Regions from separate parts of the Mus musculus genome. Here region 2 is linked to region 1. A link is a contact called in public Hi-C data. All regions are on one chromosome and are shown on one strand. The core of a region is the stretch at or near the end of the contact, and the rest is flanking DNA. Distances in the headings are between cores, read along the strand shown.

What was found. A called contact is a pair of places that touch in the nucleus more often than the background predicts.
Region 2: a contact with region 1 is called in a Hi-C map of liver, with 2.8 times the contacts expected there. The contact joins two enhancer-like sites. A contact is called at or near these places in 3 of 39 promoter capture datasets (embryonic stem cells, liver and stem cell-derived epiblast-like cells), 3 of 484 Hi-C or Micro-C datasets (all in liver), 2 of 115 datasets of contacts at active chromatin or transcription factors (kidney and liver) and 1 of 9 other capture datasets (liver).

Annotation. Positions count from the first base shown.
Region 1 is chr15:52,300,983-52,306,227 of GRCm38.p6, forward strand. All of the region lies in intron 1 of Slc30a8 (solute carrier family 30 (zinc transporter), member 8), which reads left to right. Among named protein-coding and RNA genes, the nearest start is that of Slc30a8, 8.1 kb to the left of the region's middle. Within about 2 kb of position 2,464, at least 3 of the 459 cell types and tissues checked have an H3K27ac peak or open chromatin away from gene starts, as enhancers often do. A contact at or near this core is called in kidney and liver, where this site is marked.
Region 2 is chr15:52,376,202-52,380,853 of GRCm38.p6, forward strand. No RefSeq gene overlaps it. Among named protein-coding and RNA genes, the nearest start is that of Gm41321, 65 kb to the right of the region's middle. Within about 2 kb of position 2,095, at least 4 of the 459 cell types and tissues checked have an H3K27ac peak or open chromatin away from gene starts, as enhancers often do. A contact at or near this core is called in kidney and liver, where this site is marked.

The sequences.
Region 1 (5,245 bases), core at 1,214-3,713:
TATGTCCAGGCCCGTTGCTTCTAATAAATATTAGAAGATACTGTGCATTCCAGCCAGGACTTCCATGTGAGAAAACAAAATGAGAGACATCAGAATAGAAAGGGAAAATGAAAGCTATATTTCCAAACAATAACATATTTTAAATATAAAAATGTCAAAACATACTCTGAGAAATGTAAGATTTAGTAAGTTCAGTAAAGTGGTAATAAATGATAGATATAAATGTAATTGTATTTTTACATAGGAATAGCAAAATAAAATAAAATAAGACCTGAAAATAAAGTTAAGAAAACTCATTTACTTACAAGGGCATGCAAACAAAGCATATGAATTCATCAAATAGGGGGTAAAGCTATAGCTTACTGGCTAAGGGCATTGGTTGCTCTTTCAGAAGACCCAGGTTTGATTCCTAACACTCACATGGAGGTTCACCAACACCTACAACTGCAGTCCCCAGGGGATCTAATGCCTTCTTTTGTCTTTTGCCAACACAACATCGCATGCAGTACACAGACCATATATGCAGGCAAAACACCCATACTCATAAATTAGAAATTACAAAAAAGTAATTCATTAAATAAATAAAAATGTTCAATTTTATATTATAATTTACAGAACATTGTAGGAATTAAAGAATTCACTAAGAATGTTTCCAACATTGTGGAAGAATTAATATTGCTAAATTTTAAAATTGACATGAAAATTTAATGTGCTCACCATAATACTTATTAAGAGAAATTAAACCTTTTAAGAGAAATTAACAAATAGACCTCACAACTTACATAGTAACAGAAGGGACTTCTTACTTAGGATTTTGATTGCTGTCAAGAGGTGCAATAACCATAGCAACTCTTATGGAGGAAAGCATTTAATTGGGGTTGACTTACAGTTCAGAGGTTTAGTCTACTATTGTCATGGTGGGAAGCATGGTGGCATACAGGCAGACATGATTCTGGAGAGGTTGCTGAGAGTTCTATGTCTGGGTTGGCAAGCAGCAGAGAGAGGGAGATACTGCGAAGTCCTCCCCCTGTGACACAGTTTCTCCAATAAGCTGATACCTACTCCCAAAATGCCACTTGTCCTAATCCTTCCAAATAGTGCCTATGGGGGCCGTTTTCCCTTAAAATACCATATCCCATTCCCTTAACCCATAGGATTCTAATCATAACTTCAAAAATCCTTATTATCGCCTATAACAGTCTCAACATTGTTGAAATGCCTAAAGTTCAAAATCTCTTCTGAGACTCATGATAAACTTCTTAGCTGTAGCCCCCTGTAAGATCAATATCCAAAAGCATACCACACACTTCCAACACACCATAGCATAGGAGATACACTACCATTCCTGAAGGTAGGAAAGGGAGCATAGTGGGAAAGACTGGACCAAAGCAAGACTGGAAAGCAGCTGACAAACTCCAAATTCTGTATCTCTATGTCTGATGTCAATGAGGTCTTCAGATCCCTAACTCCTTTCAGCCTTGTTGACTGCAGCATACTGCTTTCTCTCAAGATGGTTCCACTCTCTGTTAGCAGCTTTCCTCAGAAGCCATCCCATGATGCTGCTATCTTTAACACCTTGAAGTCTTCAAGGCAGTTCTGACTTCACCTTCACGGCTTTAAGCAATGGCCTCTTTAGTCCTCCACACAGTGACACACCTGCCATATATCTGACCGCAATGGTTTGCCTTAGATGTCATAACCCCTTTCTTTTATCCTTGATCTACAGCCATAAACAAGTGGAGGGAGAAGTTGGCAAGTTCTGCTGCTTGCTGGCCCTGGAACACTCATTTGAATACATTTTCACCAGCTTTCTGTTTTCAATGGTTTCCATCACTGCCTGAACTTCCTCTGTAGACTAGGCTGGCCTTGAACTCAGAGATCCACTTGCCTCTGCCTCCTAAGTGCTAGGATTAAAGGTGTGTGCCACTATGCCTACCCTGAACCTTTCCTTAAGTCCTTTTCACAAAATGGAAGCTTAATTGGGGCTTTGCTCTGAGGTCACTACTCCTTTGATTCCATGTAGCACCAGGCTTTTCTTTAATCTGTTTACCATTCCCAGTGTCCCTTTTCTCAAACTGTACATTTTGCATTTTTCCTTGCTCAGCTTGCTCCTTTTCATTATAGATATGCGTAAGACCGGCCACTAATAATCAAGCAACTAATAAAGCAACACTATCAGTGCTACGCTTTCTGGAAAGTTCTTCCACCAATGCTGTTAATCCATAACTCTTCATTTTAGCTTCAGGCAGACTTTTCAGACAAGGACAAAAAGTATTCTTCACCAACATATCATAAGACTTTGACTAGGCCACACAGTAATACTCTTCTCTAAAACCTCTTAAGCCAGACCCCCCAGAGTTCAAATCACTCAATACCACTGTCTTCCACGATTCTACTAGCATGGCCTATTAAGCCCCACTTAAAGTACTCAACTGCTTTCCTAATCCAAAGTCCACATTCTGCCATAAAGGGAAAAGGTCAAGTCCACTATTGCAATACCCTAGTCCCTGGTGCCAACTTCACAAGGTGTCACATACCCTGCTATTAAAAATTAACACAAACCCAATTAGAAAGCACTTGGTCATCCCCATAATAATCACACCACTATTACACTAGAGTGTATTTATCTGTTCATCCAGGTAATTCACACACACAAAGAAGACATAAAAGTAGTCGTGTGTGGTGGTTTGAATATGCTTGTCCTAAGTTGTTGTGGCCTTAGACTAAATGTGGCCTTGTTGGAGGAGATGTGCCACTGTGGGAGTGGGCTTTGATGTCTCTATGCTCAGTCTCCTCCCAATGTTGACTAAGAGCCTCCTGGCTGCCTGTGGAATCCAGTCTTTTCCTGGATGCCTTCAGATCAAGATACAGAACTCTCAGCTTCTCCAGCATCATGTCTGCCTGTATGCTGCCATGCTTCCTGCTATTATGATAATGGACTGAACCTTTGAAACTGTAAGCCAGCCCCAATTAAATGTTTTCCTGTATAAGAGTTGTGCCTTGGTCATGGTGTCTCTTCATAGCGATGGAAATCCTTACTAAGACAGAGTGACAAGAAGGCTTTCAGTAGTAGAGAGAGAGGAAAAAGAGAGGAAAATTATAGGGTAAAAAGCCCCTGAAATTCATTATGTGCATGTATGAAACTCTCAAAGATTCAAAAAATGAAAAGAGTAATTATATACTTAAATTCACGACATAGGCTACCAGCATATACATACTAATATACATATACATACATACATATAATAATACATACCAACTGAATGGGCCAATTGTATTTCAACAAGGTGTTTTCAACATATGTTTTTGGGACAATTAAATAGTTGTGTAAAAAAAAGTTAATATGTATATATTTCTGACATCATATTAAAGAACTTTACTAACATGAGTTATAGCATTAAGGAAGATGCCAAGATGATATAGTTAAATATCTTCTTAAAGAAAACATAGGTATAAACCAATGAATCTTGGATTAGGAATGTTTTCTTGAAAAGATACTTAAGATATAAGTATTAAAATTGTGTAAGTTAACAAGAAAGGAAACATCTTCTTCTGTAAACTATAGTACAGAAACAGTGCCCAAATTGCACAAAGTTAATGGGGGTAGACTTTGTTCTAAGCTCTAGGAAGCAGCATGGCTGAGTTTAGGCCTAAATGTAAGGAGCTTTACACAAACAGTCTTCAGTTATAGTGGATGGGTCTCATTTGATAAAAATAGTTTGCTTCCAGACTCTTGGGTCAATTTTGAGAGCGATTATTACATTAGTATTCTCGTTGCTTGTGACCAAAAGCAAGCTCAAGGACAAAAGATTTAGCTCTGGTCATGGTTCAGGAGATGACAGTCTACCATGACAAGACAAAGTACGTCCATTGTGATGGAAGCATGAGCCTGGGGCTCTCCTATCTTAGCTTTTCCAGGAAGCACAAAGAAATAGCACAAAATCAAGAGGAGGTATAAAATTCACGGACTGATCCTAGAACTCATTTCTGCAGCCAAATCCCACATTTTACACCATTTAAAACAGTTATGGAAAACGGAGATCAAGAAGTGAAACATTGGCTCAGGGTGAAGGGTGTGAGGGGAGGCTTTCAGCTTCAAACCATGGCAGATGAACTCCTCCACCTGAATATAAAAACCCACAAAGATAGCCTTATATACCCTGACAACCACTCCAAGATAGGAGCAAAATCAGTTTTGGGATAAAGCATAGCTCTGTCCAAATAGTGCTTGAAGCCTAGGTGCTTTTAGGTGTCTGCAGTAGTATAACCAACAATTCTCATGCGCTACCTTTTCAACAGAATTTTTTTTCTATATATAACTCAAAACAAGCTAACCAATGGACTCTCATTGTATAAAAATGCATATTTAATATGTTGCAACACTATCCAATAAAATATCAATAATTGTATTTTGGAAGTATAATTACCAGTGATTTTTCTCTACTTTGTGTTTTTTGTTATACTAAGTTTCCTATAATGATATGCACATTTATTATTTTTCAGAATATCAAATATGACAGTAATTAGAGTGATCCTAATACTTATCAGCTAAGCCAAAACATTCAGGCTTTTAATTCCAGATGGTGATAATCCAAATGAGATAACCTTCAAATAGAAGCTAATGTAAAACTTAACTTTCAGAGCTAGAAATGTAAAGTTCTTAATTCCGAGAACCTCACTAGTGTTTTCAAATAATTTATGGAGTTAAAAAACATCCTATTAGTTCAAGATTCAGAATCAGTGTCATCTGGACCAGCAACAATTGATTTTTAGGTACACTCATTGAGATATCAACTAGTCTGTGCCATGGTAGGAAACACTGGGTTTTGCATTGTCATTTTCTGACTTTTTTGACCTCAGAAAATCACATTACCTCTCTGAATCTTACTTATCTCAGTCAAGAAACTATGCAGTTGGGTTACCTTTTATTAATAGCCTGACCAACTATGATCTTATGGAAATGCCCAAATTAAGTTTTGTGTTGGAACAGAAGTGATAGTTACTATTTGAGGACACACAAGTGGAATCCAGCTTTTATCATAACAGTGAGTAATTGGTGGAGGCTGTCTGCAAATGGTGCAAATGCATGATCAGGTGTCTGAGGGTCTCCACGAACTCAGCCTGAACAAGCATTGTGACCTACTGATGTCTATTTGTCATACCTTACAATCTACCATGATAGTGATGGTGGTGGGTTCTGAGCACAATATTCAGAACCTTTTAATAAAGGAGCAATTAAGAAAGA
Region 2 (4,652 bases), core at 845-3,344, 75 kb after region 1:
TACTGCTACATCTCTATTCTCCTCTTACACCCTCCCCTTTGGCACAGATTGCTCTTCTTTATTTTTCCTGGATTATGAAGGAAGATGTCTCAGGAAGGGATGATAAGAAGTAAACTTCAATTATGTGGCTTTCATTGAACTCAGCATGATATTAGTAGAAAATATTGGAAACCATTGCAATTATGACTAGAATTAGTCATGTTCAATCCAGAGTCAAACTTTGTAGACATAATATGATGTGGAGAGGAGGGATCTTAACACTAAGGATTGTGGGATAAGCCATATGGAAATCTACAACTCTGTAGCACACATATACAAAAACAAACAATATATTATACATGTTAAATAATTTTATAGGAATTGCTCTAGACAGAGGATAATCATCCTTCAAGGAACCATAGGTTGCAAATAGAAAGCCAAGTGCTAATTATAAGATACCTCTTCTTGAGCTTTTGGTCAGAGGTGTCCTGAAAACCACCAAACAATATAGGTTACTGCCACTGTTCTTGGTTATCCACCAGAAGTTGATAAACTGTACTTGCTGAAGACACTACACACTTTCATTACAGGACAGGAAGAAATCAAGTTGTTACTGACCAGGAAGCTTCCCCCATGCTGCCTAGCTTTCATACATAACATGAGCAGGTTCTACACAGGCTTCTGGGAGAATGTCTATCGGGCAAGATAGGCCGATGGGTGCAAAGGTGGCATTAATATATTGGGTGCAAACAACTGCTTTCTTATATTTAATCTAATACAATAAGAAGCCAACATTGGATATCTCACAGGCCAAAGGGATGAACTTATCATCATCATGTTAAATAGACATAGTATCAGACTGAGATTCCCCTATCAAGTCTTAGGGATCACCATGAAAGAAGTGGGGTTGAGATGGGAATCATAAGACCCAGAAGTTATGGGGGATTGCAGTGAAAGTGTTTTCTAGATATGACCATGCTACTGCACTCATAAAATTACAGTGCTGTGACTGCACAAGATCAGTGAAAGATTAAGTTAACCAACATACTAGCATGGACTGTGAAGGAGTTTATGAGTCCCTACTCTTAACTGAAGAACCTAGGACAGCTGATACATTTCAGGGTAGGGAGATTGGTTTTCTTTAAGGATGTGACCCTGGTAATTGACCTTATTCCAGAAGATGGTCCCATTTCCAGGAGCATATGGACATCACAAATTGGTCTGAATGGTTTTTTTTTCTTTTTCTTCTTTTAGGTGATACAAAGTTTGAAGTGAACAACAATGTGGGAATGAATCTAGAAGAATTAAGGGGAGGAGTTGGGATAACTATGATAAAAGAGGATTTATGAAATTCTCAATGAATTATTTAAATACATTTAAAAATGTGAATCTGAGAACTAGGTTGGAGCTGTTTGTATACACATATACATCCTAGACATTTTTATTTCAAGTGCAGTCTAAAATGACAACTTGGGCACTATAATGAATGGGCTGTTTGAATTCATTTACTGCACATCACAATATAATCTGCTCCAAAACGCAAATGAGTTCTGAGCTATGACCAGTTATTTTCATAAATATTAGTTCATTTGTTTCCTCCAACAATCTGTGAAAGTGATGTTTTTATCGCTTCAGAAAGAACATTAGTTCAAGAACAAACTAAGAGCATGCATAATTAATAATCTTTCACATTCCTGGAGGACTCACTGTGCATCCATTACTTTGTGTGCACGGTCTCTAACACTAGCAAAGGTAAAAGGAGGTGAATAGCATTTCTCAGTTGGAGTCCATTTTACCTGCCTGATAACACTTGGTGTTATCTGGAAATAATTTCAGTTTTCACAGCCAAGTGTGACAGGTGAGAATGAGCATGGCCTTACATCTAAGGAATAAAAGAATGCTAAGTCAGAACTGTTGCTCCCAACTAAGAATTAATTTCAGGTAAATGGTAAAAGTACTATGAGGGTTCCCTTAACATTCAGCTGCAGTAAACCCCAACACAGAGATGGAAAAAAAAAACCTCAGAGTTAGATCTAAGCCAGTAGTAGCCACTGATGTTTATGTGGAATTTGAACCCAGTCTCTACTGACCAGGCAAATTTTGCTGTTACAGCACAGTACACAGAGTTCTAACTTGCTGCAATCTTAACAAAACAAAACAAACAAACAAATGAAAGTCAACTCTCTGGTGTCTCTGTGTTCTAATCCTAAAACTGAAGACATTGCCATCCACTCTGTTCTCTGGAATCATTTTTTGTCTTAAGTGACCGTGTTTCACAAAATACAATGATGTCATTTTCAGACAGAGCATTAATCAGCACTGTGACAAGAACACAGGTCCAAAAGCCAAGAACGCCTCACTTCAAAACCAAGCTCTGACAGTGGCTGTCCATGGAACTTTGACCAGCTTTCTTAAACTCCCTGGGCCTTAATTCTCTCATCTAAAAAAAGAAGAGAAATTGTTGCCTGGAGGATATAGATCAAGAATGAAATTGAAATTGCATTAGAAGAGGGACTGGTATACGCTGAATGAACTGTGGGCTATCATTCATTTGCATTATTCATGTTTATGTAAATATCTAATTATGAAGAATTCTTCAGTTCTTCTAATATTTTATATGGCACATCCAACTGATTTCACAAACGTCTGTCATCTGTGTCACTGTGGTCTGTTGTTCATGGAAGCAAACTCTTGTGAAGTCAGATCATCTTGTGTGATCTACAGAACCAAAATAGCACTCACTAGTAAGAAGGAAAACACCTGCTCATGTCGCCCTCAAAGCCACACAAAGACTCAGAGGGCGAAATCAGAATCTAATTACCCAATAGCGTTTTGAAAGACTGCATTTAGACAAGCTCATGGTGTGCTTATCAATACTTACAAAATGTTTTATTTGGGAGAAGAACCCCCTAAGCATTAATTATCATAAAAGAGCCCCAAAGGATTCATCCTATACTCATGTGTATTGACCCTCAGGCAATTCCTGTAGATTTTCATTAGTAGAATCCTCCTCTTAGAAGTAGAATGAAAAAGTTCCAAGTTGATTCCTTTTAAAAAGGCATAGGAACAATTTAATAAAGGAATTTAGTTTCAAGGGGTGTGGATGCAATGACAGAACCCACATGGATACAATAGGTACTTATTCCCTATAGGCTACTGGTCTTGCAGTGACTAAATACAAAGTCATTCCAATTTAGATATGGTTTTATTGCTTCAATTCTGCACAGCCGGAGTGGCTATGTTCTGTCTAACCATTCTGGGGCAGAATAAAAAAAGAAAAATGACAACCTGCCCTCAGGCAAACATTCTCATCGAAGGTAAAGTAAAATAATTCCCTTACTCAGGGTAATTCTTGAATGCATGCATCACTGGCCAGTTGCTGTTTTAGAAGAGAGATTAAACTGTGAATGCTACAAGGTCCTTACATTTTAGTGAGGGACACAGGCAATCAGCAAATAAACACATAAAGAAATATGATCATTTCAGGCAGTAGGATGCCCAGAGAAGGGAGAATAAAGCCAGGTATTGCAGAGTCACAGGGAAAGACGACAGTGGAAAGGAGATACATGTGAGAGCTGAAGATAAAACTCGGAAAAGTTTTAGACCCGTTGAGTGAATTTTTAGTTTGGAAATTCAGGACCTGTCATTGGTGATGGTGCCTTCTCCCAGCCTTTGTATCTTTAATGAACCCTTGAGGCTCTTCCCTTGTCCCCTGGGTGATTAAGAGGATTGTTAAGTTCTAGCCATCACATCCATGTGCTGGACAATGAGAAAGCAAAGAAACACCTTACCCCTTTGGAAAACTTCCCAGTTTCTGTTGGACATTTACATCTCTTTTTTTCCCCCACATTTTTTTATTAGATATTTTCTTCATTTACGTTTCAAATGCTATCCCAAAAGTCCCCTATACCCTCCCACTGGCCTGCTCCCCTACCCACCCACTCCCACTTCTTGGCCCTGGCGTTCCCCTGTACTGTGGCATATAAAGTTTGCTAGGCCAAGGGGCCTCTCTTCCCAATGATGGCTGACTAGGCCATCTTCTGCTACATATGCAGCTAGAAACATGAGCTCTGGGGGTACTGGTTAGTTCATATTGTTGTTCCGCCTATAGGGTCTCAGACCCCTTCAGCTCTTGGGTACTTTCTCTAGCTCCTATACACCAGCAAGATTTTGCTGAACAACCCTGATATTGTTGTCTCCTGTGAGGCTTTACCAGTGCCTGTTAAATACAGAAGTGGACGCTCACAGTCATCTATAGGATGGAACACAGGGCCCCCATATAGGAGCATTTACATCTCTTTAGACTGATTTAAGCCACGCAGTCCAGTCCTCCAAACCTTCAAGGGGCTACAAAGTATAGCCTTACAATTAGGTAGTAATGTCATTTTATTCATTGCTGTCACCAAATCTGTGCCAGGAAACAGCTTCATGGAAGATGATTTTATGTTGGTTCAAATTTGAGAGGTATAGCTCAGAGTGAAAAATGGCATTGAGACTGGGCCTCAGCTGTGGTAACAGGAAGAACAAAACTGCTTTATCACATTTAGGTGATCAGGAAGCAGACAGAAGACAGCAGTACTAGGGTATAAAAACTTAAGAACTGGCCTTCCTTTGGGAGTCACTCCTTCCAGTTAGGCACAGGTCCTTTTTTTTTTTTAATAATAAACATGTAA